Linked DNA regions of Mus musculus: regions 2, 3, 4, 5, 6 and 7 are each linked to region 1. The links are chromatin contacts, called in public ChIA-PET, Hi-C and promoter capture Hi-C maps. All regions are on one chromosome and are shown on one strand. The core of a region is the stretch at or near the end of the contact, and the rest is flanking DNA. Distances in the headings are between cores, read along the strand shown.

Region 1 (3,604 bases), core at 102-2,601:
TACACAGTCCTAGGCTAGAACTTTTGAAAATATTGCTCACCACAGACGATGTCTGAGGGAGGCTGAGTATGGGGCAGGGGGAAATGGGGCAGAGCCATCCACAAGTGCTGGAACACCAAGAGACTCACAATCACACAGTGTTTCCATTCATCTCACCCCATACAAAGCTGCAAGACTCTCCCAACCCATGCTCTCTGCCTCAGCTGTTTGTCAAGGATTCTGGGTCTTCTATTCTCTTCAAGACCACTCCTTTGCTCCTGCTTACTTATTTCCTGAAGAAATAGCATGGTGATGGTCTGTGACATGTCTTGAGGGAGCCACCTCCTATTGGAAAGCCTTTTTAAAACTAAAAGCCATCCCTTGTTCCTCCTCCTCTGAGCCCCTGGGCCCTGGGAATTTGGGACACGTTGTATATACCTCTGCTCTAGGTCATAGGGACTTAGCTGCTCCCCTGGCTGTGCCTACAACCCTCCAGGTACATTTGAAGAAAGCGAAGTCCTAGAGAGGTCAGGAGAGAGGATTGGAACGGTTCTCTCTGCTTGAGTTTCTGGCTTCTAAAGCAGGAACTTGGGCAGAGAAACTCGGTTCAGCGTATAACTCTAGGTAGTTTGTGGTACACTGGGGCTCTGAATTCTGAGGCCCAATGCAAGCTGTTTGCTTAGATCTTATTCTTCTAAAACCCCATGCACAGCTCCAGGGGCCCCTAACAGCCTGTCCAGCAACTTGTTAGGATTTTTCCTAACATTGCCGAGGCCTTCTACTCCTGTTGTTGTTGTTTTGTTTGCTAGGCTTTGGTGTATTGTTTTCTCTTAAGACTGGATTGATTGTGAAGCCCAGATGGGCCATGTTGTCAACATTAGCCTCGAACTCATGACCTCTCCCTGCCTCAACCTCCAGAATTCGGGGATTGCAGATACCTGTCTGTCATCACACCGGGCTTTCTGAATCTTCCCTCATTGAATAGCTTCACAGACTAGTCCACCCTGAAAAGCACTTAACTCTGTTTCCATTCGAACCCCGAACCTTCTTGAAGAGGGGGGAGGGGACCCAGGTGATGTAGGTGAGACATGCAACATTTTCAATACGAAAGTGTGTAGAGCAAAGCGCAAGCTTCCCGTCTACTGTGTCTCCTCTAGCTCCTTCCCCTGTCGCCGCTTGTGTCTCCGAGTTAGAAACCCCATATCAGACAGAAACTGCAGCCCGTGATGGGTTCTACGCACAGAGCCTTAAAAGCAGGGCCGGAGCGCAACCACGTCCCGCAAAGAAAGTCCGCCTCAAACAACAAGAGAACAAAGTGTTAACGCGTGGGCCCGCCTCCCTCCCGCCTCTTCCGGGCATAAGGGGGCGTGTCCCTCATCACTTCCTGGAGACTGGCCGAATCCGGAAGTGATCCTCGAGAACCTACTTTTCTACCGAGGACCCCGGCAGTCGGCGTGGGTTTAGGACCATGAGCTGGTGAGTGAGGCCGGGTGGCGTCGGCTGGAGCCAGGGCGGCCCGACAGCCCTGCTCCTAAGCGGTTCCGGGAGCCTCCTCGGTGCTCTCCCGGAGGCTCCATCTCTCGGCCAGACTCCCGAGGAGGATCCCTTAGCCTTGGACCCGCGTCTGATCCCTGTTGCCTGCCCTTTCTCCCATCGCATTTCCTTTCACCTCCTTGGCGTGAGGAGTCCCTCTTCCCTCTTCTCTCAGCTATCCATTGAGGTGGAGTCAGTGTCCTCCTTCGCTCCCGTGGGCATCTCTACACCGCGCTTATCTGCTCCGGAGCTGTGTTGCTCATTGAGGCAGACTAGGCACAGTTCTGTGACCAAAATCCAGCTGCTTTCAGACAACTGGAATAACATCACCTAACAGTGCCTCAAAAGACGAAATTCTTTTTAAAAATGTAAAAGTTGATTCTCACATGGGAAGGATCAGAATTGCACCACACACACACACACACACACACACACACACACACACATTTAATGTGTGATTGGACTGTTTGAATCTTTCCAGGGCTGTGACCCCACTGCCCTCTCTCTAAGATAGACATAGCTTAAACTTTATGGGGATCGTCAAACCAAGGAGCCATAGAGCTGGAATGTCACAGCTGCAGATGGGGGTGGGGGGAGCTCACGGTGGATACTTCCTGTTTGTGATTAGCCTAATGTGGAAGGTCCTCTTTCCCCAAAAGCTGGTCCTTAATTGTTGCTCTGGGGTTTTTGTTTTTGTTTTTACGTGCAGATGAAAAGTCATAAATTTTCTGTCTTCCTAGGGCTTCTTTAAAGGCTGTCAATGTCTTTACCATTAGGCCCAAGAGCCTGTGTGTCCATGGTCCCCACTCAAACTCCTAACTGTTTACAATGCATTTGTATGAATAAATTGGCCTCCAAGGAAGTATGAGATTAATCAGCCCTCTTTAGATCCCAAGGTGCATTAATGTAGGGGGCTGGACTTGCTCAGAGCCCAGTCTGTTATGCAAAATAAGTGCATGATAATCAGCTATGAATGAATGAAATTAGCTAGACACCCTCTGAGAAGGCTTTCACACTTGACCACCAGTGGAGACCAAGCTTTCGCCACAAGCAGCTAATGTCAGTCAATGTCAAGGATAGCTTTCTAATGTACAGTGTAAACCACTTCTGCCCCTTCCTCCACCTGCTTCTCAGACTGAGGTTAATTGGTGGACAAATGTCAGACAGCTGGAGAAGCAGGGAACAGAACACACACACACACACACACACACACACACCCGCGAAGCTCTAATAAGCCTCAGCAGGAGATACTCATTTCCCCTCAACCTCTTCCTCCAAGAGGCCCACAGAAAGCTGGAACCCCTAAAAGCTAACTTCCCCATCTTGTTACAGCTTAGCTAGTGACAGGTCAAGGGGCACTTCCTCAGTTCCCTTTGCTAAAGGGAAATCTCCTGAAGCAGAGTCGTTTCTTTTAAGCATCAGTCTGTGTACCTCCAGCTTCATGATGCTAGAAGTCATCTTGGTTTATGCACCTTGAATCTTTGAATCTCTCTTGCCTAATTTTTAAAAATAAAAAAGAAAGTATAGGTGCTTTCCGTTTAGACTGACATTTCTATTTTAAAAAAAAAAAATAGAATAAGTGGAACAGAGGCCACTAGAGGTGTTGGTTCTCTGAATGGGCTCCTCCTCCTCTTCCTCCTCCTCTTCTTCCTTCTCCTCCTCTTCCTCCTCCTTTTCTTGAAAACTAGCATTTTTTTTTCCAAACCATTTTCCAACAAAGCCCATCAGGTTGGAGAGACTTGGAATTGGCAGCCACTAACAGGGCTGAGGTTGTCATGAACTACTTGGCCAGTACAAGCACATCTTAGTGCCTCTTTGGACGGAGGGTCACAACCAAAAGCATGGCTTTGTCCCTGAAGGAAGAGATCCATTTCTCTTCCTGCTTCGAGGGCTTCTACGTCATCTCTTGCGTGGACCCTGACCCTCTCTCCCAGAGAGGGGACCAACGCCCGTGCCTGGGCACACAATCGCACTCAGTTCCTAGCTCAATGGCTGGCAGGGGAACGAGAGTTGGGTCCTTCTGACTCACTCGCAGCGTGGTTTTTCTGCTCCCAGAATGAATCCATCCATTCATCTGAGATTGGAATTTTCA
Region 2 (3,605 bases), core at 173-2,672, 330 kb before region 1:
CGTCATCTGAGCCAATTGGGGAGAACTCGGGTGATTAGACAGAAGTTAGATTTTTCTTTCTTTTGAGACAGGGTCTCTATTATGTAGCTGTAGCTGTCTTGGAACTCTCTATGCAGACCAGGCAGGCCTTGAACTCACAGAGGTCCACCAATCAGAAGATACAGGTTCTTAACAAACCGAATACTTTATTTTGGTACTAGAAAGCTTACAGAATTATGTCAGGTTTTAAGCAACTTACTTCTTTGAAAATATGCATTTCCCCCCTACAAAATTTTGTTTGGGGTTGTGGATTAAGAAGTAAACTGAGGCAAATGTGATGATGTTTGTTCAATGATATTCTATACTGGAAATCTGGAGGCCTGAAGCATATGGAAATTCAAACTCTTGTTATAATTGGTTTGCTTTTTCAAGACAGGGTTTCACAACATAGTTCTGGCTGTCCTGGAACTCAGTATGTAGACCAGGATGGCCTTGAACTCACAGAGATCCACTTGCCTCTACCTCCTGAGTGCAGAGATTAGAGGCACCAGTACACCTGCATGTATATGTACGTGTATATATGTGTGTATATATTATATAATGTGTATATGTGAGATATATATGTATATACATATATATATGTGTGTGTATAAATGTGGAGAGAGAGATTGATTGATTGAGATTGTGAAATTACCAAAATGCACTGATGTGGGTAGATGAGGTCATCTATTCTTTTTGTTTGTTTGTGTTTTGTTGGTTTAGGTGTGTGTGTGTGTGTGTGTGTGTGTGTGTGTGTGTGTGTGTTTAAAGACATGGTTTCTCTGTGTAGCCCTGGCTGTCCTGAAATTCACTCTGTAGACCAGGCTGGACTCTAACTCAGAGACCAGCCTGCCTCTGCTCGTGCTAGGATTGAAGTGCTTTACCACCACGGCTAAGTGTGTTCAGTGTTCCAAACGTTACAGAGACACGGATTGATTTCGCTTCTGTTACTGGGGTGAGACCATCCATTCTATCATTTCCTTTTCTGTGTTCTCAGATACTGCCTGGTAGCATACAACTGTAACAAAAACAAATTCAAGAAGAGGAAGAGAAGAAGAGAAGGAGAGATGAAGGAGACAGAAGATGAGGAAGGAGGAGTACTCACTACTACAGACATCTTCAAGTCGGCTCCTCCAGGGACACAAGCTGAAACTCAAAGGTGAATATCATATTAGTCAAAATATGAAGGGACAGGCAGACCTTTGAGTATTACGAGTTGGTTTTTTTTTTTTTAATAAGCATGGGCGTCTCCAACCACGACCTGACAAATATAATAAAAGTGGTGTGATTCTTTAAAAAAATAAAAGTTGTTCAGATTCTGTCCGGCGACTGCTCCCAAGTTTTCATATTAGGTAGGATCGGGGTTGGACGCGTAATCAAGCTCCTCCCAAGGTGGATTTCCCCACCCCTGCCCGGTGCGCGCGCAAGCCCGCGGAGGTTGGAGGTACCACTAAGCGTCAAGTCGCCGCGACAAGAATCCAGAACTTTTCTGGGAGTGAGGAAATCCAGAGAACTTTTTTAGGAGTGAGGGGACAGCCATCCTTCGTGGCTTTTGGGAGCTGAAGCCGCAGGGTTTCGGATGAGCTGACACCATGGAGCCTCCAGGACCCAGCACGCCCACAGCCTCTGCCGCTGCCCGGGCAGATCACTACACCCCAGGCCTCCGGCCACTCCCGAAGCGCAGACTTCTATATAGCTTTGCGTTGCTGCTTGCTGTGCTACAGGTGAGTGTGGCGCGACTGCGGTGCCCGAAGTGGGAAGCCGGCCAGGAAAGGAAATGGCAAGGAAATGTCCTGAGAGCCGGGCGCGCACGTGCGTGTGGTGGGAGAGGTCTGACACTGCGGGGGGTGGGGGGGACACGACTCCGCGGGGGTCCAGGTAGGCCTCAACAGGGAAGCCTAGAAGGTTCGATGGTGGGGTGAGAGGGTTGGGGGGGTGGAGTGAGAGGGGGGGTGGAGTGAGGGGGGGTGGGGGACCCGAAGGTGAGGTGGGTCAGGACTGGATGGGGAGGTGGGCGGAACACTCTAGACTGGGAGGATGTGAGGCGCCGCTCTGGTAGAAAAAGGTCCTGACGGTAGATGAGAGGTCCTCAAAGATGGTGGGAAGAAAGTTCTGGCGTTGGGTTGGGGCTTGTGGAGATGGCACGCGAGGGGCGTGGCGAGCAGCTGACCCAGCAAAAACGCACCAGGGCACCCAAGGTGGAGCAGGGAAAGGGAGAGGGGACAGTGGGCGGAGGAAGGATCCAGTTACCCTGTAGGATCCTAAGGACAGAGAAGGCCATGGTGGGGGAGCCAGGTGGAGGGGGCTGTTGGGGGGAGGGGGTGGAGACCCTCCCTAGCTGCTGGACATCCCTTTCCAGGCAGGAAAGGAAGCCTTGCCTGGTGTTAGCTTTAGCTGCCAGAAAGTTCTGTTCAATTTCCGCGTCACATCACTGACTGTACTTTTTCCAGTTTCTTGGACTCTGCAACTTACTGGGCTTAAAAAGAGTAAAGGGGCCCTGAAGAGCCTAGAATCGGGCCTTTCCCCTTCTGCCAGATGAGATTGTTGAGGGGAATTCCAGTGTCTTGGAGTCCATTGTTTCTAACTTCAAATAGAAAGGCACACAAGTGTCTTTTTAGAGACACTTATTGTATATATTCTTATATTATATTCTAGACTCATTTCCACCAGGCTGGACACAGTTCTCCACCTTCTGTTTTAATACTTCACTGTTGGGCTGGAGAGATGGCTCAGCGGTTAAGAGCCCTGACTGCTCTTCCTGAGTTCAAATCTCAGCAACCACATGGTGGCTCCCAACCATCTGTCATGAGATCTGATGCCCTCCCTCTTCTGGAGTGTCTGAAGACAGCTACAGTGAACTTACATATAATAAATAAATAAAATCTTTAATCTTCTTTAATCTTCTTCCTCCTCACTGTTGAGGAGGAACATGCATATGTCTGAAAAATAAGTAAGTAGAACGAAGGAAGGAAGCAGAGTTAAGATGTGTTCAGGTAGTACCAGGCAGCCCTGCCTATGGACCAGCGTGTTCATCCTCTCTTGGCTTCTAGTTACTTTTAGTATCACTTCTTTAGCTATTTGGGGGGAAAAAAAGAATAAGAAGAAGAAAGAAAGAAAGAGAGAGAGAGAAAGAGAGAGAGAGAGAGAGAGAGAGAGAGAAGGAAAAAAAGAAGAGAAATGAGCAGAATAGTAGTTGAGAACATGGAGAAATGGGTGGAGGGGTGAGCTGTTACTTTAATGGTTACAGACTTAAGAGTTTTAAGATGAAGGGAATTCTGGGCTTTGGTTACAGGACAGTGTGAACACAGCAGTACAGGCCTTTTTGTTTAAAATGATTACGGTGTTAGTTTTACCTAATGTATACCTGAATGCGTGTAAAAAAATCTTTGTGCACACTTATCTTGGGTTTCATTCCTGTGAGGAAACGCCACGACCACGAGCAACTTATAAAGAAAACATTTAAGTGGGGCTGGCTTACAGTTTCATGGGTTTAGTCCATTATCATTATGGTGGGAAGCATGGCAGCATGCAAGCAGACTTGGTGCCGGAGGAGCAGAGAGTTCTACATCTTGATCCACAGGCAGCAA
Region 3 (3,297 bases), core at 595-3,094, 300 kb after region 1:
GGCCCAAGCTCCCTTGGAACTGGAGGGACAGTTGTGAGCTGCCATGTGGGTGATGAGAATGGAACCCAGGTCCTTTGGAAGAGTAGCCAGTGTTCTTAACCACTCTACCATCTCCCCAGGCTCCAGAGTTTTTAATCTTTAGATACAAGGAACTCTCTTTATGTCTTTAACCCAAATTGTTCGTGGAGGTATTTATCTCCTCCTGGCAACTCTGAGTACAGGGAAAATACAACCATGCCCAATGTGTTCCAACACAGCACACTGTATAAGCGGATGAGCGCACACATAGCCAGGGCAGCAGTACGGAGGAGGACCGCTGGGAGGGTAGCCACTCACCATGCCATGGTTATTCTGTCTCTCACTGGGCCGGTGGATCAGCAGCGGCTGGTCATCTTCCTTGACTGTGATCCCATAGTTTTTGCTAAAGCAGGACAGAGCAAGAGAGTGTCACCACTCCTACAACAACCCCTCCAGCCCTCTTCAGTGCTACTGCAGCTTACAATTTGCACAGTCCCCTCACTGAGAATCCATCAGACACTAATCACAGTATATGTAAGTGGGAAATGCAGGCTACAGCTTTCTTGCTGATGGACAGAGAACAAAGGCTATATGTACAGCCCAGGAGAGAAGCTTGTGGAAAGTGCATCAAGCTAAAGGATTTAGAAATAAAAGTCTAATGATTAAAGATGAGAACTTCAATTCTCTCCCCAGACAAAACCAACAAGAAAAATACAACGGATACCCCCAAAATCACTTATGTAATAATTGCCAAAAGTACCAACACATACAGGCCAGACTCACAAATAAGCTCATGTGGTCTCAGATGTTTTTATTACCAGTTTACAGAGCTGTACAGTGTCAGGTACCTCATCCTTAACTGTACTCACTACCCAGAGCCTGGAGAGCACGTCCCACCCCTACCCTCAGACCAAGTGCAGTCTCTCATCTGTACCTGTAGTATTCCAGGAATGTGATTTCCTTCCCGTCCGACATGACAAAGCTGTCTTTAGGGGTCTTGTTCCAGTCCACATCATCGATTCGGTAGGTACGATTGTTGTAGCGCGTGATGACAATGCTGCCAACCAGAAGCTTGCTGCACTCGTCCTGGAAGTGCTCCTTGTTCTGCTGGTAGATAGCATGCCTTTGGGAAGAGGTAAGAGACTCTGGTTGGCATCCATACCCTCAGGCTCCTAAGAGAGGGACGGGGCTCCAGAAACTGAAGTAAGGACCCAAGGGTTGGATCTCATCTTTTACCCCTCATTAGCTATACTCATCTCATGAACCAATGATCGTTTTTTAGGATTTATTTTTATTACTTTAATTATGTTCAATGCGGTGTGTATGCCTGTATGCACACGTGAGTGCAAGTGCCCAAGGAGGCCAGAGGCATCGGGTCCCCCGGAGCTGGAGCTACAGGAGCTTGTGAGCTATCTGATGTGGGTGCTGGAACGCACGGCACTCGCACTCAGTTCATTTAAAAGAACAGGAAGTGTTCTTAACTGCTGTATCATCTCTCCAGTCAACCCCAACTCACTTCCTCTTTTTGAAACATGGTCTCAGTGACGTAGCCTTGACTGGTTTGGAGCTTACTATGAGACCAGGATGGACTTGAACTCACAGAGATCTGTCTACCTCTATCTACCTCAGGAGTCCTGTGATCAAAGGCCTGTGCCACCACACTCAACTCAACTGTTGTTTGTTTTTAACTGAGGTCTCCCAAAGGAAAGTCACTTGCATTGTTTTAAAAAAAAGATCCAGGCTAGCAAGAAAGCTCAGTGGTGTAGGGCACAGATTGGCCTTACAGTGGTGTAGGGCACAGATTGGCCTTACAGAGGACCTAGGTTAAAGTCCCAGCCCCATCTAGGGGTAGGGGTTCAAAACCATCTGTCACTCAAATTCCAGGGGACCTGACACCATCATCTGGCCTCAAGGCATTCAACATGGTGCACAGATATATACACAGGCAAAACACCCATACACATAAAATAAAATTTTAGAGATTTTAATTAAATTTTCATGACCTCCAAATACAACAGGGAAAAGTTTTGTAACATGTCCATAACTTCTCTTTTAAATCACAAATCAAACCACACGTGGGAGGCCTAAAGCAACATTACTGAATAGTTCCGAGAAAGGCCATCTGTATCTTATGATTCTGTAAGGCTGCTCTGGCTCACACAGAAGCCCTTCTTTGAGGATGTGCATATGGGGCAAAGGGATTTGTGGGTACCTCTGGTGAACTTTGAATTATTGTTGTAATAAGTTTCTTACATCAAACTAAAGTAGGGTGAGTGACTCTGTGAGTTTGAGGCCAGCATTGTCTACACAGTAAATTCCTGACCAGCCTGAACTACATAACAAGACCCTGTCTCAGCAAGAAAGAAAAAAGAGAGAGAGAGAGAAAAGGAAAGAAGGAAGAAAGGGAGGGAGGAAATGTGCTGGCTAGTCTCACGTCAACTCGAGACACAACTAGAGTTATCTACAAGGCAATTTCTTAATTAATGATTTATAGGAAAGAGCCCAACCCACTATGAGTGGGGCCATTCTTGGGTTAGTGGTCCTGGGTTCTATGAGAAAGCAGGCTGAGCAAGCCATGGGTAGCAAGACAGTAAACAGCACCCTCCACGGCCTCTGCATCAGCTCTGCCTCCAGACTCCTGCCCTGTGTGAGTTTCTGTCCAGTCTTTCTTTGATGGTAAATAGAGATGCTGACTGAAGAATAAACTGAATAAACCCTTTCCTCCTTAAGTTGCTTTTATGTTTCATCACAGAAATAGAAACCCTAACTAAGACAGGGAAGACAATTCATATGAAAGTATCTCAAATTATGTACTTGACAAGATATCTGTATCTAAAATACAAAAATTTTACAATTAAATAATATATTTTAGAGGCTGGAGAGATTGCTCAGCAGTTAAGTACACTGGCTGCTCTTGCAGAGGATTCAGGTTCAATCCCCACCATCCACATGGAAGATCACAGTTGTCTGTAAGTCCAGTTCTAGGATCTGACACCCTCATACAGACAGACAGACATGCAGGAAAAGCAACAATGCATGTGAAATAAAATAAATACTTTTAAAAATGCATTTTAAAAGTGGATCAAAGATCTAAATATTTCACAAAGATATTCAAATGGCTAAAAGGTGCAGAGAAAACTGCTCAGTATCATGAGTCATGAGAGAAATGCAATCGAAGCCACAGTTACTCATTTTACATGCAAAGGTGGTTATAATAGAAACAGATGCCAGCAAGTGAGGCTGCAGGTGAACTGGAGCCTTCACACACCTCTGTTGGGA
Region 4 (3,324 bases), core at 166-2,665, 290 kb before region 1:
TAGTCTGGTTGTCAAGGAAACGACAATCTCCCTGGGAGCCTGGCTTGTCTCCTAGCAACCAATATCCCACATCCTGCATCTTACAAAAAAAAAAAAAAAAACGTGAAAGGGAGGAAAATCGAGAAAATGAAAGTAAAAAGCAAGGAAGGTGGATAGAAAGGAAGACTCGGGAGGAGAGGAGCAAAGGAAAGGTCGGTTTGGAGTTAAAGGAGCTCCCACTGTGGACGCTGACATTGTAATATGGGCGAAGGTGGAGGGGTGGATCCTCCCTCCCCACGCAGAAAACGTAAAGCAAGGCCCAAAGGGATCTTAAATGATCACATTAACAGAAACAGAAGCCTAAATACAGGATAAACCTTTTCAACCCTAGGCTACCCGAACATTAACAAAGAAAGCTCAAGAATTCCACCAGTAGTTTGCCAAAACTCAGCTGGACAGACCACAGTGGAGTTGACTTCAAAGAATCAGCTAGCTCCACTGCCGGCAGCAAACACCGCAATTGTACTGTTTTTTGTTTTTGTTTTTGTTTTTTTAAAGAAAGAAAGAAAAGAAAGGAAAGTAAAAGAAAAAGGAAAAAGGTACACCTCTACCACTCTGAACCTCTTATTTCCCTCCTGACATGCCGCTCTGCACACACAATTTTTTTTTAATGAAATAAATAGGGAAGGGGGAGGGGCACGACACACCGATGCAAAACATGTAGTTCTCCCCTAAAAACACCCAAGAAAGGTTAGTTTCTCTTCCCTCTGAACTGTGCAGACTCAGCAAGTGCCCAAGGGAAGAGTGGAGCTCAGGGGAAGGCAGGAGGGACGCAGGGAGGAGAGGGGAGGGTGCTGAAGGATGAGCCAAGGCGAGGTGGCACGTTTGCTTGCAACCCGGCCATAATAGAAATCAATCGTGTACTTACACCACTACATGTGACGGGGTAATTTCTAGTGTAGGGAACACATCTCTTCCTGCTAAGCACGCTCATTTTAGTGAGATGTCTGGGGTCACTCTGCGCGTGCAAGTTGGGGCGCCGCCGACGCTGCTGCTCTGTGCTGGAGACCCAGACTCCTGGGGTCCCGGTTCAGGTACGATCAGAAGAAACTCTGGCACAGGAGCCCTGGTCGGACCGCGGCACGTGAGCAGCCTGGGGCGCTGCACTGCAGCCACTGCCTCTTCCGGATCAGCATCTCCGCGCGACCCGGGCGCCCAATGTCATGGAGGCTCGCGGAGCCGGGTTGCGCGCCGCCGCTCCGACCTCCGGCCGCTGGGCCGCGCCGCCGCCCGGCTGCGCTGCGGAGGTTGCGGGCGGCGCGCTAGAGAGCGAGGCGCCGGGTGAGGCCGCCGCACGCGCGCAGCCTTAAGACGCCGAGCGCCGCAGTCCCCGAGACCGCTCACGACCTCCTTTTTTCATTCACAAAAAAAGCAAAGTTGGGGGGGTTGGAGGGGAGAGGGATTAAAAAAAAAAAAAGAAAAAAAAAAAAAAAGGAAAAAAACTGCACCCAGGAACGGTTGCTGTGACAAGGACTGCCCACAGCGGCGTGTGGTTGGTGGAGAGCGGAGCGATGGGGATTGGACACCCAGAGGCCACGCCCGAGACACGCCCCCGATCCCGGGAACGCCTCCCGCTCCTCTCCTGGTTTTGCACCTCCTCCCTTTTCCCCTGGGAGCCACGAATGGCCAGCAGCTGACCTCGCCAGTCTCAAAACCTTGCAGGACTCTCAGGATAGTTTTCCCCAGGAGGCTAGGAAGAAACTCATCCGGCGGTGCGCCCTGAGAATGCAAGTCAGAGGGCCACGGGAAGATTTTCCTGTTTCTCCCTAATTCAACCAAGCCTCTACCCCGCACACAGCTGCTCCGAGTACTGGGGGACCTTTCTTTTTTCATTATCCCTGCAGCTCCGACTTCTGTAGCTCTTAGTGAGTTTTCTGTATGGATACCCGTACTTTTTGACCTGTCTGCCACCTAGACCTTCTTTAGAGGTTCCCATCCCAACCTGTTGTCAAAGAGAGTTCAGTAGAATCTCCATAACTTTGCAAAGAATGCCAAGGAAATATTAGCCAGAGAATCCCTACCTAAGTCCTCTGTGGGTGCTCTAAATATAGTGACTGTCATCCCCAGCACTTGGGTGGGTGAGACAGAAAAATTGTCATAAGTGCAAGACTAACCTGGGCTACAAAGCAAAACCTTATCTCTAAACCCTAAAATAAAAATGGGTTGAGTCTAATGCCATCCATTCTGTTCATCGGAAGGAAGCGTCTGCGGTCCCCGGTCAAGGCTGGGTTCCATAGATTGGTCGGGACTGCTAGGAATTACACATCTTACCAATTCTCTCTGGACAGTTTTTTTTAAAGCAGCCTGGCAAACTTCACACAGCAACCTCCCCTATCACACTTCCAATGTCCTTTTTGAGAATGCAGATCTGTTTTAATGTTGGTTTATGCAAAATATGATATAAAAGAGAGGTTTACTACCCCTCTCCAAAGTCAAATAAAAACTGGATTTTTGGCCAAAATACACACCTCTAACCCCAGCATTGATAGGATTGAGGCAGGAGGATGGAAAGTTTGAGGTCAATATGGCTGATGTAGGGAGACCCTGCTATAAGCAAATAAATACTCAGTTTGTATTGTCTGAAATATGCCCTGTCTGTGAGTGCCTAGGACAGAAAGTTGCTCACCAGGGCGCCTGTAGTAAGTGTGTACTCAGGTTCGTTTAATCATTGTGCAGTAGGCAGATACTTTACTGTCCCTGGCCTCCAACACCTACCCAGAGCGGAAGAGAAGGTTGACAGTGACTGGAAGTGCTTCCTCACACTTCCTGTTCAGATTCTGCCTTCATAAAACAAATACTAGTTCAAAGGCATGTTTAAGAAAGAAGGTAGGGGCTAGTGAGATGGCTCAGCGGATAAGAGCACTGACTGCTCTTCTGAAGGTCATGAGTTCAAATCCCAGTAACCACATGGTGGCTCACAACCACCCATAATGAGATCTGACGCCCTCTTCTGGTGTGTCTGAAGACAGCTACAGTGTACTTATGTATAATAAATAAATAAATAAATAAATCTATCTTAAAAAAAAAAGAAAAGAAAGAAGGTAGAAGCCGGGCGTGGTGGCACACGCCTTTAATCCCAGCATTTGGGAGGCAGAGGCAGGCTGATTTCTGAGTTCAAGGCCAGCCTGGTCTACAGAGTGAGTTCTAGGACATCCAGGGCTATACAGAGAAACCCTGTTTCGAAAGGAAGGAAGGAAGGAAGGAAGGAAGGAAGGCAGGCAGGCGGGCAGGCAAGCAAGCAAGCTTTGCTCAGGTATGTTCTTCCTCTGCATTTGACACAGAAGA
Region 5 (3,358 bases), core at 423-2,922, 390 kb before region 1:
GGGTCTACAGCAAAATAGCCTACTGGGGCCACCTATCATTCAGGCATGACACTGACAAGTCAGCATTAAGCAAAAGTCACAACCAAAATGACCCTAAAAACAATCTCTTACAAAGGCACAGTGGCAAAGGCAAGTGCCATCCCTGACACACCCAAAGGAGCTCCCCGGTGACTACTACAATCAAATCAGTGGGTGCTGAATCTTGGGTTTCACGATAAACAAGGATAATAATTGCATTTAGGAGCTGTTATTAGAACCAGAGTCACAGTAATAAGATATCCATCCTATGAGATGCACATGGCAATAAGGATGGCTATAGGCCAACACGTTCATGCCCTGTACCAAGGTCTCTCTGGAGAACGCGCTCACAAAGACGACAGGGGTGTAGACCCACCCTTACTAGCCCAACTGCTTGTGTGCACTATATTTTCTTTGGCCCAACACGAACAGCTGAACAGCCAAGTCAGTTGCATCCCTGATGAAGCAAAAGGCAACTGTGACTGTGGCCCTGGCTCCTACCAAACTCTACCCTCCTTGGCTAGCCAGCTAGTCCAATCATCACACACACACACACACACTCACACACACACACACACAGCTGCTGAGAACCCTCCAAAGCAGTAGGACAAACTCACCTGATGTCCAGGTGACAAATGACTGTCCTCCTCTTCCAGCCCTCCCCAACAGAGAAGCTGCTCAAAAGATCAAAATTCTCCGCCGTTCGATGGATCAGGTACCGCAGGCGGCTGGAGACTGGGGGAAAAAGTAGGACCCTGCAAAGGAACCAAATGGAAATAATAAGCTTGAGACCGCGGGTTCACCCCACACCCAATTCCCACCCAGGCCGCTCCCAGGTTTATGGTGGCTTTAACACCAGGCTCACTGTGCCCAAGCAGGTCCCTGCCTAATTGCAAAGTAGATCATCAAAGGGAGCTACAGTTCCCATCATCTAGAAGAAAGTGAGCACTTCTGCCTGAGTGGGGTGATGCTGCGATACAAAGGAAAGGTGTGGCTGGGCAAGTTGGCAGAGGCTAAAGGCAGGGCCTTTCTGGTGGACCAGCCAGTTACCTGGGCACAGAACCTGGGAGAGGGGCAAACCATGCCTATCCTGGCATTAAAAGCCACTCCCTCGTTCCCCGTACTTGGATAGCTGCTTCTGCAGCAGGAAACGATCGAGCTCCTCTTGGACCCGGTGGACAAAGTCATTTTCGGCCGAGGAGAGGAAGACACCGTCCAAGCAGAGAAGGGCCAGGGTGACAGATGGCAGAGCCTGTAGGAGCGGTGGCCAAGGCCGGGATCAGAATATGGGCCCAGAGGCCGCCCACAGCCCTAAGTGTCCCTGCAGCAAGGACTTTGGAGACTTTCGCAGCCCTGGCCACTGTGGAGCGGGATGGGAGGCGCGTGAGTGTGGAGCCGAGTGCGCTCACGTCCAGAGCCAGGCTGGATTCCCTGCTCCCAGCACCGCCTCGTCTCGCCGCGTGTTACCCGGGCTTTTCAGTTCTGGGGCGCAGCCCACTGAAACCGTCCCACAACACGCAGTCGTCCTTCCCTTTCGCGATCCCAGGAGGAAACACCCAACACCCTCAACACTCACCGCGGCAGCTCGGAAAGTTGCCGCCGCGCTCAGGGTCCCCAAGAGCCTGAGCGTCCCCTTCTTCCCAGCGGAATTAGCGCCATCGTGAGGCCGGGAGGAGATATTGCACGTGCCGCAGAGGGGCGTGTTCTTGTAAAGAGCTGGGGCAGGGCCAGAGCTGCTCTAACCCAAACGCATAGGGCTTCCCTCAAAGAAGCAACTAAGCAATTATTCTCTTGGGAAAATAGAGACCCAAAAAGGTGATATGACTTGTCTAGAGTTACACAAGTCAAAAGTGGCTCTGATTCCAAAGTCAGATAGTACTTTTATCTTCTAGAACCAATTGAGTTCTGCCAACACGAGGGAACAGCTACTAGATGCTAAATAGTGATGACATTATATATTTCTAATTTTAGGTTCCTTTGACCTGGTACCTAATGGAGGAAGAAAGAGGTAAGAGCGGGAGGCTGGAGCTGGGGAGATGATTTAGGAATTAAGAAGGGGAACCTCTCTCTGGTTTCAGGTCCCAGTAACATCAGCACTCGGACACAAACTTGGTGCACATACAAACAAGTAAATAAATCTTTTTTTATGGGGCTGAAAAATTGACTGGGCTGTTAATAATATTGCTCCTGAGGCAACCTAAGCTCAGATCCCAGCACCCACAGGGTGGCTTAGAACCATCAGTAACACCAATTCCAAGGGATCCAACAGCCTTTTCTGAACTCCTTGAGCAAACAGATGGTGCATATATATACAAGCAGACAAGACAATCCTACACCTCTGTAAACGTTTCTAAACACTGTATCCAGAATCTGTCCCCTATATCATCTCAGTGAGAGACCTGCAAAGGTCTCTTGTCACACAGAGACCCAAGTTGGGCCAAAGTGGGCCACTAGGTCCAGTAGCCACTAATACGCTGACTAGAGTTGAGTATCAAAACCTAGATCTAGTGTGCTTGCCAAACCAATGCTTATAGATATGCTATGACTAAGACTCAACACCTTTCGAGTATTGACACGGTGATCAGAAGTCCGGCACAGAAGCAGAAAACACAATAAGGCTAGGTGAGCTCAGTGAGAGAAGCTGGCGTCTTCTAAAATTTTACCCCAAATAGGAGGCATGATTGAAAGATTAAGGACTGATCCAAGCTACACGGGGTTGCACTCAGCTCCTTGGCTCCTGCTGGAGTGGGGGTCAGGAAAGAAGGCAGGAAAAGTTCCAGGACCTAACCATGTGACACCAAGGAATTGTATACCATGGTAAAAGGGTCAGATCACCACGAAGATATAGAAGTTCCAAGACTGAAAGCACCGAACAGAAGGCTCACAAAACATACAGTGGAAGCTCTTACAACAAAAACAAAGAAAGAAACAGGGTGGGGGGGAGGGAGGAAACAGAAAGAAAAACAAGTTAGCTGGGCAGTGGTGGCACACGCCTTTAGTCCCAGCATTTGGGAGGCAGAGGCAGGCGGATTTCTGAATTCGAGGCCAGCCTGGTCTACAGAGTGAGTTCCAGGACAGCCAGGGCTACACAGAGTAGCTCTGTCTCACAAAACCAAAAAGAAAGAGAAAAAAGAAAAGAAAGAAAAAAAGAAAAGAAAAAGAAGTTAATCAAAAATTGCACATATTCCTCAACTTAGAGTGGGGTTATAATATGCCCACTATGAATTTAAAAATAATACATATTAAGATACTGTCAATTTTTTAGATGGTTATTGATCTGAAAGCTCACTGGTCAGTTGGCCCAAGTGGCAAAGTGCCAGGCCAATGAGAGACTCAAAAC
Region 6 (3,298 bases), core at 76-2,575, 450 kb after region 1:
GGCAGATGCACACATGAATTCAGAGACTGTGGCAGCGTACACTCGCCCTGCATAAGCTCAAGCCAGACACAAAGACCAGCACAGAGGAGGGGAAGTGGGCACAAAGTCTCTCTCATCCCTAGCCATGAAGCTATTCGAAACTGATATCTGCTGGAAAAGGGAAAGTTAGTCTTCTCCAATGGAGCTGCACTGGGTATATTAACTATACTCCAGGGTAGGTCCCATGCTCAGGAGTAGTTGGCCATCACAAATCAGACTCCATGGTTCTGTTTGGTTTTTGGGGTGTGTGTGTATGTGCGCGCACTTGAAAGGCATAGGCAGGTAGATCTCTGAATTCAAGGCCAGCCTGATCTACAGATAGAGTTCCAGGACAGCCAGGGGTACAAAGAGAAACAATGTCTCAAAAAAAACCAAAAACAAAAACCCTACGATGATGATGATGATGAAGAAACTAAGGTACTAACGATGATGACGATGACAGTAATGATATATCTAAGTTTGTCAAATGTTATAGATAGCCAGTGTGGCCAATCTAATAAGAAGACGCTTCAACAATTCCATCATTTCGCACAACAACAACAAGAAGCACAAAACAGCAAGTGTTGATTTTAGAATTTTCTGGGATATCTCTATTCCTGTCTCAGAAACAGGTGGGTTTTCAAAATTCTAGGAAAGAAGATCCGGGGTGAACCCGGATCATCACTCAGTCTCTAAGACACTGGGGTCAGAATGCCCAGGTATATGGATCGTGGAAAGATGCTTTAGAAACAAGTGGAGTCCTGAAGCTGTCAGAAGGGTGATTCTCCAATCCCACTCTTCCCTCCTTTCTAGCATGGTCAGTCAGCTGGACTTCTGCGAAGGTAAGATCAGATCAGAACGTGCTTCCTGTGGGCCAACCACTCATTTCATTCTCTATCCCATTTTACAGAGATGGAGAAATGATAAAAAGGCATCCGAGGAACACTCTCGAGTTGTCTTTTATTTCCTCTCCTTTCCTTTTGTTTGTTTGCAACAGTGTATTGATGATACACCTGTAATCCAGCCTCACTGATAATTCTCCTGTCTCCACCTCAGAGACTCCTGTGCGCCACCCACACCTAGCTAGCAGTTCGGGGTTTTTTTGTTTTGTTTTGTTTTGTTTTGTTTTTTGTTTTGTTTTTTTCCTCCCTATCTGTCCACCTGCCAACCTTTCAGAAGACTATTCGACCGGCGGCCCCACCTCCGAAGTGCGCCGAGCATCGCCGCTTTAAGAGACGGTCCTTTTGTCTCCCTGACCTCGTCCCGCCCCTCTGAGGGCTCCATTGCGCCTGCGCCTGGAGCTTGAGCGCTGGGGTTGGGCAGGATCTGGTTCCGTGCAACTTTTAAGTGAGTTACAAACTCCGCCCCGAGACCGGTGCAGGTGGTCGGGCGCTCTGCCACCCGGGCGGCAGGTGAGAGCTGAGGTCCGGCCTGCCACCCGGACCCGAGACCAGCAGCGCCGCCCTCGACGGGGGACGAACGGTTCTCCGCGGCAGGAATTGTGGGACTGAGCCGCCAGGATTCGGCGAGGCGGAGGGACGCGCCCTCCCGCCTCGATCACAAGGCGGCTTCCTCTGCTAGGCCCTCGGTCCCCTGGTTCCGGGTTCTCCTGGCTCCCCGCACTGCGGGGTCGAAGTCAGGGGTGGTGATCTCCGCCTACACCGAGGGAGAGGTGTACTGCAGCACCACTCACCCCCTTGTCCCAGCTCCTGAGTGAGCGTCCCTCCGCTTGTCTCTTGGGGTCATCCCCCTAGGCTGTCAGGATGGTGTCCTGGATGATCTGTCGCCTGGTAGTGTGAGTATGGTCACTGTGAGACACCTCCCCCCTCCCTTTTGTCCCAGGATGCCAACCTGCCTTTGGGTGGAAACTGGGGACGTTTGTAAAGAAGGGAAAATTTAAAGACTTCATGACCCCGTTTCCCAGCACACACTTAACGGTCCTGGGGGTCTGAAGTGGGACCTGGTCACTGCATACCTTGTTTCCACCCTGCAGCCTTCTGGTCTGACAGAGACCCTTCCTGCAGACAGGTGCTGCTAGGGCTCAGGGCTTTTACCACCTACAGTCCTGTGAGAAGGTGATTAGGTACTGCTGTGGGCGGAGAATCTAGGTGCCTCCTTCCCATCTGAGCAGCCACATGACCCACCACCCTAGCTTCAGCTTCTGCAGCCTGCACCTCACTTTTGGATATCCCAATACCTGGCTCAAATGTCCCTCACTGCATGCTGGTGGTCCTGGGCCTGATTACGTGTAGTGGGAGCGGACAGCCTAGTGTTCTCACCCACCTTGTGTGTTCTCAGTCTGTCCTGTACCCATGGGCCACCAGCGCAGGCCTAGGCAGGCTTGGTATGTTTGTAAACAGCCGGGTGGGGAGGCAGCCTCCGGGGCACTGACTCAGGCACCCAGGGTTGTGCAAGCCAAGCGGGAAAAACAGGGCAGGCACTGCCATCTCGCACCCAGGTCAGGGGGAGCAGCCACCTGGCAGGGAGAGGGTGGGGCATGGTCCCCTCACACTTCCTGTGACTGCTGTTCCAGGCTCATATTTGGCATGCTGTATCCTGCGTATGCTTCCTACAAGGCCGTGAAGAGCAAGAACATTCGAGAATATGTGAGTGCAAAGAGTGGGGTAGACGACAACATTGAGGAATGGTCAGGGAGGTGGTAGGACTTGGTGATGCTGGAGGGCCTGGCCTGTCAGACTCCAGGGGCTCGATCGATGGTGGAACAGATCTCAAGTAGAGTGGTCTAGTGGAAGGAAGGCCAGCCATTATTAACAATAGCCATGGAGGATCTCGTGGGCGAAGCATGCTGGGGGGGGGGGCACTGGAACGGAAGGCAGTTTCTCAGGGGCTCCTGTCTAAGCAGATGTGGGAAACTGTAGCCAGCAATGCAGTGGGACTGGCTTTGAGGAATCTCTGGGTTGGGCAGGCTGGGGGCGGGTCCTGGCGGCTTAGGCTCGTGAGCTGAGCTCTGCACTCTGACCCACAGGTACGGTGGATGATGTATTGGATTGTCTTTGCGATCTTCATGGCAGCAGAAACCTTCACAGACATCTTCATTTCCTGGTCCGGCCCAAGGATTGGCAGGCCATGGGGTTGGGAAGGGCCTCACCACCACCACCACCACCACCTGGCCTCTGGCTCACACAAACCCCTCCCCTTGCTTACACACAGGTTCCCGTTTTATTACGAGTTCAAGATGGCTTTTGTGCTGTGGCTGCTCTCACCTTACACCAAGGGGGCCAGCCTGCTTTACCGAAAGTTTGTCCACCCATCCCTATCC
Region 7 (3,487 bases), core at 671-3,170, 500 kb after region 1:
AGAAAGAGACACAAGGATCTCTACTGTTGGGTCCGGAAGGGGCAGAAAGCCGTACTCTGAGTGGTTCATATTCCACTTGGATGTTCCAACCTGAGGGAAGACCAAACTCCCCAGACAGTGGATGGAGCTGAAAAGAGATTCCTATGTGGCATAAAGCACACTTTCTGAACATGGTCTGTATGTTGCACACTGCAGGTAACCTGCCTAAAAATATGTCCCTCCGCTCTCTTCATCTGCAGCCCCTGGTGCTTCAGCTTTCTGTACTCAGAGTGTAAGCATCAAGGACGCTTAGGGCTGTCCCCACTGCCAACCCTCCTTGACAATTGAGCTGTGTCCAGAAGGATGAATTAGTGTATCAGATTGCTTTCTAAGATGACACTTGTTTTTATTTGGGACAGGAAGGAGAAGAAAAGGTGAAAAGGTCATTTTGGAAACTCCCTCTTGGGGGTACCCTAGGCCCTGTTCCTCACAGCAGAGCTGGACAGTGGGGGGAGGGGAGGTTACAGAAGTGCCTCCCTCTCCTTTAACCAGTTCTCCTAAGGCTGAGCCAATTGATATGAACAATAGCAGCCTAGCATGGTGATTTCATCCCAGCACTCGGGAGGCAGAGGCGGGTGGATCTCTGAGTTCGAGGCCAGCCTGGTCTACAGAGGGAGTTAAAGAATACAGGGCTACATAGAGACAACCTGTCTCAAACAAACAAACACCAAACACCAAAAACAATGAAGGTTCTGACTGGGGGGGGGGGGGGGGCGTCAGACCTAAGATTGTTTCTCAGGACACAATTTGATAGACTAAACCCATCAATTAGACAGTGTTCTTATACAATGAGAAAAAAATAATTAACTTTTCAAATAGCTTCTTGCAAGGCTGCTGAATGAAGTGACCAGGGACATGCACTTCCAGAAAAAAGGGGCCTAAACACAAACTGAGAGAGAGAGAGAGAGAGAGAGAGAGAGAGAGGAGAGAGAGGAGAGAGAGAAGGTAAAAGAGAGAGCGCAAGCAAGCTAGCTTTGCATGGAAACAACTCTTCCATTCAAAGCCCCTCCGGCAGGCTGAAGTCCCTAACTCAAGGTCAGCTGGCTCAGTGGCTTGAGATAAGCCTGCAGAGGGCTACTTCCGGGTTCTCGCGACCACCCACCCCTGCAAAGGTCTCTATCACCTTCTTCCTGGGACTTATGTCACTCAGGGCTGCAACTCCCATGCTAAGAGGGAACTCAGTGCGGGAACCCCTGCTCCCAGTAGTTGTCTGGCAGCTAAGAGAGGAAGGGGAAGGCTGTTGTCAATCCCAGGTGAGGAGGAATGGAGGAACGTCAGGAACGAGAAAGGAAGGCTGCCGGGCGGAGGAGGAGGCGTGGGGGCAGATCTGGGAGAAAGGGCTGGTGACAAGGGAACCTTTGGGGAGAGAAGAGTTACAAAGCTAGCGGAAGCTCTCGAGGCACAGGGAACGTTAAAGAAGCCGAGCGGAGCGCAGGCTCGGGGGACCGAGTCGCAGGTCAGGGAGTGGGACACAGGAAGCACAACAGGAAGCAGTGCGGAGGCCGGATCGAGGGATCGGGACTCAGGATCAAGGGAGCATGGCTCAGGATCACGAGAGTCGGGCTTAGGATCAGAAGAGCGAGGCGCAAGATCGAGGGAGCCGGTCGGTCTGGAGAGAACCCCGGAGCTAGGCGCTCCTGGCGGCCGCGACGCGGGACTGTACCCGAAGACGAAGCCCGGAAGCGGCGTCGGGGCCAGGGGAGGGGCCCTGCCCAAGGGGCCCGCACCTCACCCGCCCGCCCCCCTGCCCGCGCCCGCCCCTCCGGTCCGACCAGGGCCCGGCCTCACCGCCCCCACGGCCTCCTGCAGCAGTGCCCCGAGCCGGCTCAGCATGATGGCGGCCCGGCCCGGCTCGCGGCCCGGCTCCCGGTGGCGGCGCAGCGGTGGCGGAGGAGGCGGCCCAACGGGCGGGAGGCGGGACCCGGCTCTGAAACCCCGCCCCTGCCGGAGGGCTCGGGGGCGCTCTAAGCCCAGGGCTGGGCAGGTCCTGATGGAGGGCGGTGGGGAGCACCCTGGGAGCTGATGACCTAAGATTCCTTTGAGTAACACCCAGAGACTTCTAATTCCTCGTGCACCCTCACAATCCTACCAACACAGTAGCCCTGGACACACACGGCTCTGGAGTGTTTAAAATGACCTGGCCCTGACAAGCTGTGTCAAGGACACTCCAGAAGGCAAAGACATAGTGGGAAGAATTGACGACATGTTTAAATGTAATGGATTAGGAATATTGGAATAGGTTATGGCTAATATTAATTTCACCCTGTTGTTCAGTACTTTTATAAAAAAAAAAAAAAAGGTCGTTATTGGAAAAGATGTCCTCTAAGGTTTGCTGTTTGATTAGGAATTGATCCGAAGAGTCCCAGCAAAATCTGTCTCATGTCCCCCGCTCTGGAGGGAAAGAAAGCAATTGGGGTACACCTGCAATCAATCCCAGCACTCAGTAGTATCAACAATTCAAGGAGGTAGTGAGATCCCGTACCAAACACATACACACACACACACACTGACACACACACTCCGAACACAAAGATACATGCATACATACACACACACATACCACTCACACAATTACAACACACTGACACCACACACACATACACACACACACCACTGAGAGAGAGAGAGAGAGAGAGAGGTTGAAGACACGAACTGTTTAAAACAAAAACCAAAGCAAACAATAAAAAACAAGGGCTGCATGAGGCTCTTGGTTCAATCCTCAGTATCAGATAAGTAAATAGATAGATGGATAAATAATACATAAATTATATAAAAATTATGTAAATGTATATAGGTATTTACATAAATTATAAATGATTAAATTACTTACATCTATCTTAAATATCCAGGATATCCTAAAACTCACCATTATTTTTGTTCCAAGGCTGGAGATTATAGGCTTGTGTTACCATACCTGGGCTGCACTATAAATTCCAGGCCAGTCTTAGAAACATAGTGAGACATTAAAAACAAGAGTTGGGCCGGGCATGGTGGCACACGCCTTTAATCCCAGCACCCGGGAGGCAGAGGCAGGCGGATTTCTGAGTTCAAGGCCAGCCTGGTCTACAAAGTGAGTTCCAGGACAGCCAGGGCTATACAGAGAAACCCTGTCTCGAAAAAACAAAAACAAAAAACAAAAAAACAAAAAAACATGTAAATTGCACTTGATGTCACATGCCTTTGATCCCAGCACTCAGGGAGTAGAAGCAGGCAGATCTCTACTAGTTCAAGGCCAGCCTGGTCTACAGAGCAAATTCTAGGACACAGAAACCATGTCTTGAAAATGAAAAAGGAAAAGGAAACAGAGTTGACACATTGTTTTTTTTTTAATTATCAGATATTTTTGTTGTTCATTGATTTCATGACTGTAAAGTCAACTCTTGTTTTCTTTTTTCAAGACAGGGTCTCATATGGACCAGGATAGACTCAAACTTACTGTGTAGCTGAG

The links. Promoter capture Hi-C pulls out the DNA fragments that hold promoters and counts their contacts. Hi-C and Micro-C count contacts between places; a contact is called where the count stands out from the background. ChIA-PET counts read pairs in DNA pulled down with a chosen protein or histone mark. Capture Hi-C pulls out chosen DNA fragments and counts their contacts.
Region 2: a promoter capture Hi-C map of embryonic stem cells shows a contact between it and region 1, with 2.5 times the contacts expected there. The contact joins the promoter of Tnfrsf10b here to the promoter of Bin3 in region 1. A contact is called at or near these places in 10 of 39 promoter capture datasets (the 3T3-L1 cell line, 3T3-L1-derived adipocytes, the C10 cell line and 7 more), 2 of 484 Hi-C or Micro-C datasets (cortical neurons and double positive thymocytes), 3 of 115 datasets of contacts at active chromatin or transcription factors (bone marrow-derived macrophages, intestinal villus epithelium and large pre-B cells) and 3 of 9 other capture datasets (adipose tissue, liver and pancreatic islet).
Region 3: a promoter capture Hi-C map of pre-B cells shows a contact between it and region 1. The contact joins the enhancer-like site here to the promoter of Bin3 in region 1. A contact is called at or near these places in 10 of 39 promoter capture datasets (the 3T3-L1 cell line, the C10 cell line, cranial neural crest and 5 more), 4 of 115 datasets of contacts at active chromatin or transcription factors (the 230-238 cell line, bone marrow-derived macrophages, embryonic limb bud and 1 more) and 1 of 9 other capture datasets (liver).
Region 4: an RNA polymerase II ChIA-PET map of memory CD8 T cells shows a contact between it and region 1, with 576 read pairs. The contact joins the promoter of Rhobtb2 here to the promoter of Bin3 in region 1. A contact is called at or near these places in 15 of 39 promoter capture datasets (the 3T3-L1 cell line, the C10 cell line, the HPC-7 cell line and 11 more), 5 of 484 Hi-C or Micro-C datasets (B cells, CD4 T cells, bone marrow-derived macrophages and 2 more), 18 of 115 datasets of contacts at active chromatin or transcription factors (the 230-238 cell line, the SCID.adh cell line, bone marrow-derived macrophages and 11 more) and 2 of 9 other capture datasets (adipose tissue and liver).
Region 5: a Hi-C map of B cells shows a contact between it and region 1, with 25 read pairs. The contact joins the promoter of R3hcc1 here to the promoter of Bin3 in region 1. A contact is called at or near these places in 8 of 39 promoter capture datasets (the HPC-7 cell line, cranial neural crest, frontonasal cranial neural crest and 5 more), 1 of 484 Hi-C or Micro-C datasets (B cells) and 3 of 115 datasets of contacts at active chromatin or transcription factors (embryonic stem cells, large pre-B cells and pancreatic cancer cells).
Region 6: a contact with region 1 is called in a promoter capture Hi-C map of pancreatic islet. The contact joins the promoter of Reep4 here to the promoter of Bin3 in region 1. A contact is called at or near these places in 4 of 39 promoter capture datasets (cranial neural crest, embryonic stem cells, pre-B cells and 1 more), 2 of 115 datasets of contacts at active chromatin or transcription factors (bone marrow-derived macrophages and memory CD8 T cells) and 1 of 9 other capture datasets (pancreatic islet).
Region 7: a contact with region 1 is called in a promoter capture Hi-C map of pre-B cells. The contact joins the promoter of Fam160b2 here to the promoter of Bin3 in region 1. A contact is called at or near these places in 5 of 39 promoter capture datasets (the C10 cell line, cranial neural crest, liver and 2 more), 1 of 115 datasets of contacts at active chromatin or transcription factors (bone marrow-derived macrophages) and 1 of 9 other capture datasets (pancreatic islet).

What each region holds. Positions count from the first base shown.
Region 1 is chr14:70,098,742-70,102,345 of GRCm38.p6, forward strand. Bin3 (bridging integrator 3) reads left to right here and starts at 1,352. Exons shown (of 9, transcript NM_021328.4): 1 at 1,352-1,455. The coding sequence starts at 1,448.
Region 2 is chr14:69,766,050-69,769,654 of GRCm38.p6, forward strand. Tnfrsf10b (tumor necrosis factor receptor superfamily, member 10b) reads left to right here and starts at 1,423. Exons shown (of 8, transcript NM_020275.4): 1 at 1,423-1,742. The coding sequence starts at 1,611. It overlaps 4930480K23Rik (RIKEN cDNA 4930480K23 gene), which reads left to right. Exons shown (of 3, transcript NR_130157.1): 3 at 1,016-1,064.
Region 3 is chr14:70,401,082-70,404,378 of GRCm38.p6, forward strand. Piwil2 (piwi-like RNA-mediated gene silencing 2) reads right to left here. Exons shown (of 23, transcript NM_021308.2): 11 at 953-1,141; 12 at 337-421. Among named protein-coding and RNA genes, the nearest start is that of Gm24890, 26 kb to the right of the region's middle. Within about 2 kb of position 1,845, at least 100 of the 459 cell types and tissues checked have an H3K27ac peak or open chromatin away from gene starts, as enhancers often do. A contact at or near this core is called in the 230-238 cell line, bone marrow-derived macrophages, memory CD8 T cells and 2 more, where this site is marked.
Region 4 is chr14:69,804,130-69,807,453 of GRCm38.p6, forward strand. Rhobtb2 (Rho-related BTB domain containing 2) reads right to left here and starts at 1,416. Exons shown (of 10, transcript NM_153514.5): 1 at 908-1,416.
Region 5 is chr14:69,705,912-69,709,269 of GRCm38.p6, forward strand. R3hcc1 (R3H domain and coiled-coil containing 1) reads right to left here and starts at 1,673. Exons shown (of 8, transcript NM_001146012.2): 1 at 1,595-1,673; 2 at 1,143-1,270; 3 at 636-773. The coding sequence starts at 1,252.
Region 6 is chr14:70,543,926-70,547,223 of GRCm38.p6, forward strand. Reep4 (receptor accessory protein 4) reads left to right here and starts at 1,326. Exons shown (of 8, transcript NM_180588.2): 1 at 1,326-1,813; 2 at 2,552-2,624; 3 at 3,005-3,081; 4 at 3,190-3,298. The coding sequence starts at 1,782.
Region 7 is chr14:70,597,915-70,601,401 of GRCm38.p6, forward strand. It overlaps Fam160b2 (family with sequence similarity 160, member B2), which reads right to left and starts at 1,921. Exons shown (of 17, transcript NM_194345.1): 1 at 1,828-1,921. The coding sequence starts at 1,872.